Linked DNA regions of Arachis hypogaea: region 1 is linked to region 2. A link is a contact called in public Hi-C data. All regions are on one chromosome and are shown on one strand. Each heading gives the region's core, a stretch centred on a gene start, on an enhancer-like site or on the middle of the called end of the contact. The rest is flanking DNA. Distances are from core to core; before and after follow the strand shown.

What was found. Hi-C and Micro-C count contacts between places; a contact is called where the count stands out from the background.
Region 1: a Hi-C map of leaf shows a contact between it and region 2, with 4 times the contacts expected there. The contact joins the enhancer-like site here to the promoter of LOC112772430 in region 2. A contact is called at or near these places in 4 of 8 Hi-C or Micro-C datasets (leaf and an unstated tissue).

What each region holds. Positions count from the first base shown.
Region 1 is chr18:25,846,880-25,853,226 of arahy.Tifrunner.gnm2.J5K5, forward strand. No RefSeq gene overlaps it. Among protein-coding and RNA genes, the nearest start is that of LOC140181320, 16 kb to the left of the region's middle. Within about 2 kb of position 2,427, at least 3 of the 3 cell types and tissues checked have open chromatin away from gene starts, as enhancers often do.
Region 2 is chr18:25,641,599-25,647,662 of arahy.Tifrunner.gnm2.J5K5, forward strand. It overlaps LOC112772430 (protein DETOXIFICATION 18), which reads right to left and starts at 4,555. Exons shown (of 7, transcript XM_025817371.2): 1 at 4,148-4,555; 2 at 2,494-3,038; 3 at 1,928-2,014; 4 at 1,768-1,824; 5 at 1,448-1,686; 6 at 1,065-1,183; 7 at 28-357. The coding sequence starts at 4,456. The coding sequence ends at 220.

The sequences.
Region 1 (6,347 bases), core at 1,177-3,676, 200 kb after region 2:
GTTTCTACAATAACACTTACTGGATTGAAGCTTTGACTTTGAATAGAATTTTTGTCCCAATTTATAACAGGAACCCAAACCTCTGCAATATTACAAAAGTTTTCTTCACTCCAAACATGTAGTGGCATACCGTGCATTTCAATCCACGTCCTCCTTGTTCTATAGGATTCATTTTCGGACCATCTTTTTATTTATCCAAAATAATTCAACAAAAAAGATGATTGGAAGGCCTCTTCTATATTTTCAATTGAATTGTAAATAATGACCATTTTAAATGGGCTCATAGATTTTACTTCAGACAATGTATGTCAATCTTGAAATAAATAAGGAATGGTGTCTTCCTCATCTATAAGAATTACCGACTCTCTAATAACACTCCTTTGTAATTTCTTTATCATACTTAGTTTCATACTACCTTTAACAGTTTTCACCGTTACCTTGTCTTTGTTTTTGCACTTCTCAACCACTTTATCATCTTTTGCATAATCAGAGCCAATAAGACACTCTTTAAAAGATCTTCCATAACCCACATGCCTGTTTTCCTCCATTCTTTGAGAACGTTGTTTCTCATTTATGTTATAACCATTAGGATTGGCACTATAACCATCCTTATTATCACCTCTCCCATACTTAGCTTCTAACACCGATAACTATACTCCACTTACATTCCAACCATAAAGGTGATAAACTACCCTCTATACATGGTTGTTGAAGGCGTATCTGACAAAAGTAAACTTATGAGGAATCGTCAACCATTTCTTTTTTCATAGAAAAATATCCACAGCCTATCTCTCTTTACTAAATACTTTCCACAACCATTGAAGATTCACCAATCGTGGTATATTATCCACAAAAATAATAAATGATCTCAAATCTACTCTTATAAGATTTTCAAATGTTTTTGAGTTTCGAATACTTTCAGAATTTACTTCCTGCTTCTTAGCAAAAGGTTCTCTATTTTCGAACTGATCTTGATGAATACTTGAGATTTTATTCTTAACATGTACTCATTGATTTTTTCTTTTCTCATCATCTTTCTGTTTTTCACTTCCATTATCATTCTCCCTAATATTCAAAGAAAAACTCCTTCTAACTAAAATATATATGAGAAAGTAACATTATTGATTGATAATGACCAACACTTTTTAAGCAAAAAAAATTATTAATTAATAAGATATTTTTTTGAGACGTTTGGACATTTTGATATGTTTTTTATTTGATTTTTGGAAATTATTTTTGGGCTTTCATTTAGCTTAAAGCACATTTTATACTCTCTTTTTTTTTTTTTTTTTTTAACTTAAGACTACATGTAAATCTTTAGTTTAAAATCTTGAGTCATAATGTATATGATGATTTCAGAAGGTATATGGGAGAATTGATACGGCATTTCATTCGACGAAAGAATTTTTATTGGAGCTAGCATATCTTCAAACCCTAACATCGTAGTCCAACAAGCACCTACAGTATTTGTAGCTTCCATGGAATGTGACCATACTATAAGAAAAAATAGTATTTGTAATAAAAAAATTATTACAAAAAATCTGAATTTTAAAATGAAAAAAAAGTTGTAACAAAAAAATTGTTACAGAATTATTGTAGTATGTCTCATTACAAAAAAATTTTATAACAAAAAATAAAATTATTATAATACAAAATAATATTTTATAACAAATTTTTTATTTTTTAAAATATTTTTTGTAACAATATTATTTTTTTATCATAAAAATTTTGTTACAAAATATAATTTAATTTTATAATATTTTTTATTTCTTTAGTTACAAAAACACATTTATTTGCAACAATAATTTTTTTAATACAAATTATATAGATCTTTATATGTAACAATATAGATTCTTTTTATAGGTCTAAATAAATTATTATTTGTTAAAATATACATAATTAATTTATTATTGGATACAATATTATAAAATTAATTTAAGTGGAAGGTGACCATATCTTTTTATAATAGTATATAAAATATATCATGAACTTTAGATAAATTGGCATCCATTTTAAAAAACTTCCTAAAATCAAATAATGACGGATTCGGCCAAAACAATGTCTAAAAAGTCTAAAATAAAACATCTTATTAATTAGTAATAATTATTGCTGCTTAAAAAAAAGTGGTTATTATCCAATTTAATCTCTTAGCTAAAGTGTTACCAAAGACTGCAACACATTTGACATTTGACATTTGATGACAACTTGATGAATCATGAAACTGTAACTTTTGTCGTTTTTTGGAGACATTTGACATTTGCTGGTTTTGTCGACAAATTTTTACACGTGTAGATATGCACTTTTTAATTTTGAATGAGTATCACAAGTTCACAAAAGTGTAACGCAACATTATTAGGGACTATGATGTTTGATGCCATTGTGATGACAGGAGAGAGCAAATCGGACGGTCATTTGAGTTAGTAGATCAGTAATCGAAGGGTTCGATTTATGTATGATAGTCACGTGTCGGACATGCACCAACTGGCGTGCTCCACTCTTCCATATCTATTATTGTTCTTTCTCTGAAAACACAAAGAAGGCCAAAAAGGAGACCTAAAATAAAAGATGATCATTCGTAAACTTCACATTGTTAATTATTTTAGTCATCTTAATATGTAAGTTATTATTTTTAAATTTTTTGATTTAATAAAAATAATAATAATAATAATATTATAAATTAATGTTGTTTATAAAGATTAAGTGATAATTAGCATATTGTATTTAGAGATGTTATGTACTGAATTTAATTAGCTAATGTTGTCGACATAGGCTTATATACATTAGATAATACATGTTCCGGTGCGATTAGTGTATTTAATAATTATTATAATTATAATTTTAGATATATTTAAGTTTTATTAGTAATTGTTAGAAATTAAATATAATTGTGGATTTTTTTTAAAAATATATTTAGCATATTTTGAGTAACTAATGAGTTAATTATTATTATAATTAATTATTGTTAGATATATAATATAATACAGTATATATAATTAATATATTTATTATAATTAAATTTTTAATTTTTTAGATACAATTATTATCGTTATTATAATAATATTACTTAAGTAATTAATATAATAGCCGTACGTGTTAATGAATGAATTTAGTGTTAATAAATTAATTAATATAAATAATTTATTAATACTAAATTTATTGTTAATTTAATAAATTATTTATTGTTATTAATAAATTAGATATTTTTAAAATTTTTGGATATATAAATACTAAGTTATTTTAAGTAATTGATTATTATTTTAATAATATTAGTTATATAAGCCTTGTATGTATGTGAATAATAGAATAAACGTGGACCTCTACTTTTAATTAATAATAATATTAGTGTATATTATATTATTATTCGGATAATTAATGGTAATTTGTTAAATATAATTAAATTATGTTAATGATAATAAATAATTTTGTTTTACAGTTATAAATTGTGATAAAATAATTAAAATATAATTTAATTAATAAAAATTTTAATTATTTAGTGTTTATAGATAATTTTATTTGATGTAATATTTGATTATGTTTTGTAGGGCTTATGAATGTTGATGTGTAACTACCTACTTCCACCGGATCCGTACAATTTTATTGTTGAGGAGTATTTACGACAGATTGGTTTTTATCACGTTTTTTAAATTGGAGTAATTCAATGTCAGTCGACAATGGTAAATGCTCTAATTGAGAGATAGCACCTAAATACACATATATTTCACTTTTTGGTTGGTGAGTGTACTGTGATATTGGAAGATGTGGCTGTAATTCTTGGTCTTTTGACAAATGGTCTTCTAATGACAGAAATGACTATGAGTAATCACGATGACTTAGAGGTTAAATATTTGCACCGGTTTAGAGTTGCACTTAAGAAGGCAGATTGTAGAGAAAGTTTTATAAAGTTGATGTGACTTCCGAATATGAAAGATCGTTTAAATTTGACGGATGAAATTGGCATTTAGAGGTACATGAAATGTCACATCATGTTATTATTTGGAGGTTTGGACAATCTTATTTGAAAACAAGTCTGGGACAACAGTGCACTAAAAATTTCTGCCATTGCTCAACAACTTCTCCGGGATAAAAGAATTTATAGAGGAATCATCATCTACCAATGACTTTATTACTTCTATAATTGTGTTGGAATCTAGTTTCGAATAGTCCTAAGAAATGGTGGCTCTACTACAAGTGTGACTATCATTGTACCTGTTTATCTTCCAATAGTACTTTCTGTGGATCATGCTGACCCTGATCAGTCAATCACAGCTTGTGTCATATTGTATGTATTTGGCATAAAATATCATCGATTCCGACTTATACACTCTGATAGTCTATACCTCTACAGATGATATAATCTTTGATAGCTGTAATAACAACTTCTCTAATACTGAATTTCATTTCCACAATGAATTCTCCATCCGTTGTAATAGAAAGCTCTACTACAACAACATCATGAAATAAATATTTAATAAATAAGTAAAATTAAAATTAAAATATATCTACAAATTATAAATTATAAATAAATATTTATGAATTTATATTTTTAAAATTAATTAAAGTTATACATTATAAATAAATATTTAATAAAATAATATAAATATAAACATATATTTATTCCTAATCAAGTAATTATCCAAAATTTAACTAAAAAGTTAGCTAAACCTAATTAGATAATTATCTTGAGTTTAACTAGATAAATAAGTAAATAAATACTAGTTAATAAATTATATTCTACAAATTACTTATGTTATTAATTGATCTACAATATAAAAAATGACAAAATTTTATTCCTTCTAATACTAGTCAAGTAATTATTCTAAATTTAACTAAATCTATAATATTAATCTATCGTACAAATATTTAAATTAATATATAAAATTAATATCTGAAAACCGTTAGATGATTTAATTAATTTGACTATAAAAAAAAATACCTAATGAGTGGAGAGAGCGGGGGAGAGCGGGGCGGTGGAGACGGTGGTAGGGTTTTAGAAGAAAACTTTCTTGTTGATGGGAAGGACAGCGGAAACCTTGATCCAGGTTTGATAGATGAGGCTTCGAAGGGCAAGAATGTTATGGAGGCCAGTGAAAAATCTGGTTTGGACCAAAACAAAGTGTCAGGAGGCGCCATGGAGATTGAAAGGCAAGGAGCAACTCAGGACATGGAAGATGGAAAAAAGAAGGTAAAGGACAAGGAACCTTTCAAGGTCTCTTTTCGAGACAAAGTAGTAGGAGAAGCGTCGGCTAGTTTCTCTCACGGAGTGGACGCTCTTGATAAGGACAAAATGGCAACCATTATTGATGGAGAGATACCTAGTGTGGTTTTTTCGGAGGAAGCTAGAATGATCCTATCTGCTCCATACAAGGATGCCATTATCATTAAAGTCCTCGGCAAAACCTTTAGCTACTCCGCCATTACACATAAGTTAAGAGGAGTTTGGAGAACCAGAGGAAGATATGAAGTGTTAGATGTTGGTTTTGGATATTTTCTCATCAAGTTTGATTTACGGGAGGATAGAGAGCGCGTGCTACTTGGAGGGCCATGGATGATTGCTGGTAATTATGTGGCGGTTAAGCCGTGGTGTTCGTCGTTCCGCCCATGTGATGACACTTTTGGATCCACTCTAGTCTGGATCAAAGTCACAGGCCTTAACATATGGTATTATAGTGAGAAGGCTATCTTGAATATAGCTAGAACATTGGGGAAGCCGATCAAGGTTGACTTAGCCACCAAATCGGCTAAGCGCGGAAAGTATGCACGTGCATGCATTCAAATTGATCTGGGGCAGCCTGTGAAACGAAAAATCATGGTAGATGGTTTTGAGTACAACATCGAATATGAGAATTTGCATCTCATTTGTGATAAATGCAATTGTTTTGGGCATGTGACTAGAGATTATGGAGAGACAGAAAAGCAGGTGGTTCGAGCACCACTAGAAAGCTTGAATGTATCACAAGAAGAAGACAGAGGAGCAGAAGTCGGAGAGAAGCCGGTAAACACCGCGGAAAGACCGCCGGAGAAGGCAAAAATTCAGGAAAGGCCACCGGAGAATGCGAAAATTCAGGAATTCAAATTTCAAAATAGTGAAACTGAAGATTCGCTGAATATGGCAAGTGAGAATTTTGTGGGTGGGACGTTGCATGCATCTTTGGAAGGAAATCATGCATTTAATGATGGGGGTTGGACTAAGGTCACCAAGAGTAAAACCAATAAAGGCCCAAAAGTGGGTTTTAATCTCAAAAGGCCCAATCTTGATAAAAAAACTTTTGTGGGCTAATAAAGGGCCATCTTTGGGTAAGGATGAAGCCAAGAAAAATTCTCCAAAGCCCAAAGAAGTTATCACATGG
Region 2 (6,064 bases), core at 3,305-5,804:
AGATTCATACAACACTGAAAACCACTATTTTGCTAAATTAAGCAAAGACGTTCTTATAGCCAATTTTCTTTTGCATCTAAATTTTAACACAAGGAGGGAAAATATTCAAGTGACCGCACTTTTCTGGTGATGAAAAGTTTAGGATACAGAAATAAATTAAGTCGATACCTTATTTTGATAAAAAAAATAATACAGTATGTAGTAAAATTTGGAAATGAATTAAACAACAATTGGTTGATCATTGTGTCTAATTTTGTCCAGAGAGAGATGGAGTTTGGACCAATTGGCACGCCATGTGAAAAATAATAGTGCTCCAGTTTGACAAACAAGCCCACAAATCAACCCTATCCATAAACCCTGTTTCACATAATATAGTAGATTCAAACAACATAAATTTCAAGACCAAAAACAAAAAAAACAACATAAATTTCAAAAAAGAAAATTGATAATGATTCAACAGCAATAAAAATCAAATTAACATCAACTTCCTCCAAAATTTAGATAACAATCAATTCGATATCGTAAGGTGTGTTTGATTTTTATTTCTGTTTTTACTTTTAGTATTTTTTATTTTTTTACAAAAAAAAAAATAAAGAAAAAATGCATAGAAGATAAAAATAGAAAAAAATTTATTATTTTCTCTTTTTCTCATAAAATTTTAAAATAAAAATATCAAAAATAAAAATAAAAATACAAACCAAACACAACCTTATATCTTATAAAATATAATATTAAATATTTCTGTAAATATAACTTAACTTTTCATCCTGGATTAATATCATTTAAACAAGGTGAAAACTCAGATACAGTCGACTTTACGTGAAGTTGATAACTGAGAGCTGTTAGATGATTTGACCGATTTGACTAAATTTTCATCTAATGGCTTTTAGTTATCAACTTTACAGTGAAGTCGACTGCACTTGAGTTTCCACCTTTAAACAAATAGAGGATGAATTTAAATGATTTTTTCTAAAACTAAGGAAAATATAGAGTAATTACTAATTTGCTCTTAAAAATAATGAATAACAAACACAAGTAAAAAATCAATATTTTCAAAAACTTACCTTGAATTGCAAATTGGTCTTAAATCCAAGGAGACATGATATTGGTAAACCAATGAGATAAAAAGTTACAAGGTTTACATATGCAGCCAAGTGCTGCCTACCACATCCTCTAATCACCCCTGCATATATATGTTGTCAAATTGATCAATTCTCCCAATAAAATAATTGGCGAACACTTAAGTTGTTTTCATATAAATTTAATAGTTGATAACTATTAGATATTTTGACAAATTTGATTAAATTATTATCTAATAATTCTCAACTGTTAACTTCGTATAAAGACAAGTGGATCTAACTTTCCATCTTAATAATTTCTAAACTTTGGAATGCATTGTTATAAAGAACCAAATTTAAAGACAAAGAAAAAATCAAAGAAACTAAACCTGATAAGACACCTTGGACAGCATCTAGTAATATAGATATTGCTAGTAAGGGTGTTATTGAAGCAAACTCCTCCTTTATTTTAGAACTGCTACTGAACATTTGAATCCATATATTATGACCAAATACAAGTGCCAAAACAAAGCACAAACCAAGCAGAACTGAGAGAGTGAGAGTCACTCTCATCGCGCGAATCGCCTGGTCCGGGTGGCCGGCTCCCAGTTCGTTCGAAACTCGGGTGCTGTCATCAAGCTAAGGTTTTTCAATAATTGAAAAAAAATTAATAAGATCTAAAACATAAGAATATGTTCAATTAACTAACCTTGCAGCAGCACTGAGACCATAAGTTATCATGTATGCAATGAATTCTGTATTGGCACTGCAGATTTTTGTTTTAAAGATTAATTAAAGAGAATTAATTCTATAAAAAGTAAAATAATTAATTTGAAAATGAAAATCTAAACCATTAGAACCATCCATACCATATTGCAATCAAGGAAGTGGTTATTTCTGAATCAGGCATTATTCCAGCTAAGAAAACCAAGACTTCAAAAGCCCAATACTCCAAACTTGAATAACAAGAAAACATAATTATGAGATTCATAAATATAATACTCTATCACTAACTTGCAGCAATATTCTCTCAATTTGACTTGCAAATACTGTTGATTCTAGAAGTTATATTCATCCAGGTGTAAATTTTTAAATTAATCCTTACCCATTTTCATATAAAAAGTATTAGTCTTTCCAATATAAAAAAATTGGCAAATTAATCTATAATCTTTTTTCTAACAAAAAAAAAATTGGTCCCCATATTTTCTAATAAAAGAATTTGATACAAAAAGACTAAATTCTTTAAAAATTAAAATCTTAAAAGTTCAAGAATTACTCAGTTTTGCATTTTTTTTTTTGTTAGAAAGCAATTTAATTTGACGTAAACTTACAGAATTAGAAACGAGAAAACTATTTAATTTTCGGGTCTACTACTACTAATTTAGATTTGAAGAGATGCAAAAGTGAAAAAGTAGAGTTTGTTAGTGTCTCATACCATACCATTGCTGCAGAGGGCAGAGCAAGTTTAAGGCTAGGGAATACATAATGAAAAGATTGAGTAGAAAACCCTTCCCATGTCAACTTGAAGTTCTTTCCATACATAACATACAAAGCCAACAAAACAATAGCTATCCATAGTGAAATTGAAGCTGAAATAGGTGCACCAACAAAACCCAAACCTGTCTTCTCAACCAATGTATATGCAATACCAATGTGGATCAACAATGGGATAGCTGAGAGAATAACCAATGGTGTCACAACAGATTGTGTTTGGAGAAACCTAAGAATGTTTTGCAAGAATCCATATGCAAATAAGCCTGGAAAAAAGAACTTCATGTAGAGTGCTGCTGTTTTTGATATGTCTTGGGATTGGTGAAGTAGTACTAAGATATGTTGTGTGTAGAACCAAATTATGGATATGATGATGGAGAAAACAAAGGATATGATGCATGAAGATTGTAGATAAATTCCCAGCATTTGATATTCTTTTGCACCAAATCCTTGCCCACATAGTGTTTCTAGTGCCCCACTCAAACCAACCTAAGAAAAGAACATGAAAAACAATACTAGAGTTTAATGTCACATTCAACATAGGGTGTGTTACTAATAATTTTAGCTGTGTATTTAACATGAATGTTGATACTTTACCATCAAACAACATAAGCTATTGTTAAAAGAAATGTTTGCCACACTCAATTTACCATCAAACTCATTTGTAGAATGTTTGTGATAATGGGCCATATGTAGGTCTCATGTAGGCTCCTACCACTTCTAACTAGAACAAAATGATCAGTTCGACTCAGTTAACTAAAAATCGATTATCAAATCAATTCAGTTCAAAATAAAAATTCTTTGACAATAAATCAATCAAAAACTAAAAAAATGGTTACTCAGTTGAATCGATATAATTTTTATAATAATCAATTTAAAATAATAAATTATAAAAAAAATTATATATTATATATAAATATATTATTTTAATTATATGTTATTCAATCCTAGTTGAATTTTAATGGGATCTTTGAAAACTTTTAACTCCACCAGTACAATAACCGGTTTGACCTTCAGAACCTTAGACACACTCTGTGGGAGCAATTGTGCTAGTAATCTATTGTGTATTAGATCTTAACTCAAATGATAGATTAAATAATTGTTCAAAAAGAAAAAATTTCATATGTTAAGCAAGTCACAGTTCTTACTCTTGTTTGATCCACTAATTACATATTATATTAGCTTCTGTTTTCTACTTTTCTTAACCATTCATTTTTTTTTAAGCAATGTTTAGTCATGACTATTATATAACAAATTAACACTCACAAGTACGACCAATGACTTACCACAAGTACGACCAATGACTATTTCGTATTCTCACAACTCTCTAAACAAAATTAAAGAACTCTTCAACGTAAACTAGCTAAAAGACCACCAATTCTCAATAGTGTGTATCTTCAGGGGCCAAAACCACCATTATATTATATTGTCAACAAGAATCTATCACATTAAAACAATAGAGAAAATATTTGTACCCTCAGTTTTGGTTCACTATATTAAATAAATGAGCCAATTTAAAACAAATCCAATATCATAATAAAATGAAATAGAAATTAACTAAAGCAGATAAGATAAGAAAGAGTTGTGTGAATGATTACCATGAGAGAGACACCAGTGACACTGAACCATGAGTTGGCAAGAGTGGAACCAGCAAGCTGAAGGTCACCAAGGTGACCAACAAGCATTACTGAAACCAAAGTGATTAAGTAATACAACAAGTTTGTAACAATCATGGGCAGTGAAAACAGTAGTTGATGCTTTGCCTCATCCATATCCAAGATTCTCTTCCACCATTCTTCATGTTGTTCTTGTTGCTGTGCATCTTCTACTTCTTCTCTATCACCTAATAAGAGAGGTGTTGTTGTTGCTGCAGTGCCATGGGAACTTTTGTTATTACTTCCTAACATTATTATTATCTCCCAATTAATGAGTTCTATGTGGTCACGTTTCCTCTCTTCTCTGTTCTACTTCTTTTCTATTTTGTTCAATTCTTTTCGGGAGCCCACGCATACATATTTATATCATGAAAAATATTATTTATACATTAAATATTTTTTATATTTAAATTATTTTAATTAATAAATATATATATTTAATTATTAAAAAAATATTAATACTAAAACAGTATTTATTTTAAAAAGTATATTTATAATTATAGTGATTATATAAGTGTTGTTAAAATTAAAATTATATTTTTTATATATTTTAGTAATATTTTTTATTTTTAAATTAAAAAATGTTAAATAATTAAAAAATTACTTTAATTTTAATTATATATTTTTTTAAATACTGTAACTATCATAGTATAAGTACCATATATGCATATATTTTAGCAACATTAACGTTTTTTAAAATGAATATTGATATATTAAAAACAATTGTTTGTTTGACTCCTAATTTAGTACTATCAGATTCACTTAGCATATTCAATATAGTAGGCCATATGTAAGACTCTTGTGAGTCCCACACCACTTGCGGGTATATGAGACTATTCAACTTTAAGAGAAGAGAACAATCTTTAATATAAATGATAGAGGTAAGACATGATATTGATAAGGAAATATAAATGATAAAGATATAAAAGGTAATATTTTTATATTTTATTTAGTAATAAATTAAAATAAATTATAAAAATTTAACTTTATAATTTAGATTTTTATAATTATAAAAAATATAACAATAAAAAATATAATTATAAAAAATAATAAAAATAATTAAAAAAATAAAAAATAAGTTAATTTTTTTTATTAAAATAGACACAAAATATATTAATTTAATATTTTTAGATACAATATTTTTATCTATAATTTATCTGTCAAATATTAGTTTATATGTGTCTCTCTGTTCTTATTTCAATGTTCCGTGTCTATAAACAAATACAACTTTAATTCTAATAATACATGTAATAACTACTTACATTAAATGTTGATAACCACTTAAAATATTAGAATTTATTATAATATTCATATTTTGAAGGTTAAAACGGTGATATGGGTCTGAACGTGAGGTCCAGACTCCTTTTGGGGCAGCGTCCGACTTCTGTTGGAGCCGAGATGCTGCCGTCCGAGTTACTCTTGAGGATGTGGTACTTGCAAGAGACTTTGATGTTTAAGTTAGCAATGGTTTTAGCAGGTTTTTAGTAGATTGAGTCCTGAATATACCTGAGATTCTATCAATGTATTTATAGTAAAAGGATAACCACCTTTAGAATAATTCCACCATTGATGGTGGATGATCGTTCCCTTTATCTCGAAAATTTATTGAGATCTCCCTTCTAGATAAAATAGAGAAATAGTAGGATATATTTCAGGGGATAGTTACTTATTCAGATAAGTAGGGTTGAACCACCCTTGTCGTGCCTGACCTTTTGAGGTTAGGTAAGTAGATGAGGCCACCATTTTGGGTGGGCTTTTATTTTTATTTGGCCTGACTTTATATTTTTGGGTCCGGGTATGAACAGTCCCCTTGCTGGAGTCCGAGTTTTTATGAGGTTGGGCTCGAGCGTTTGTGGCTTC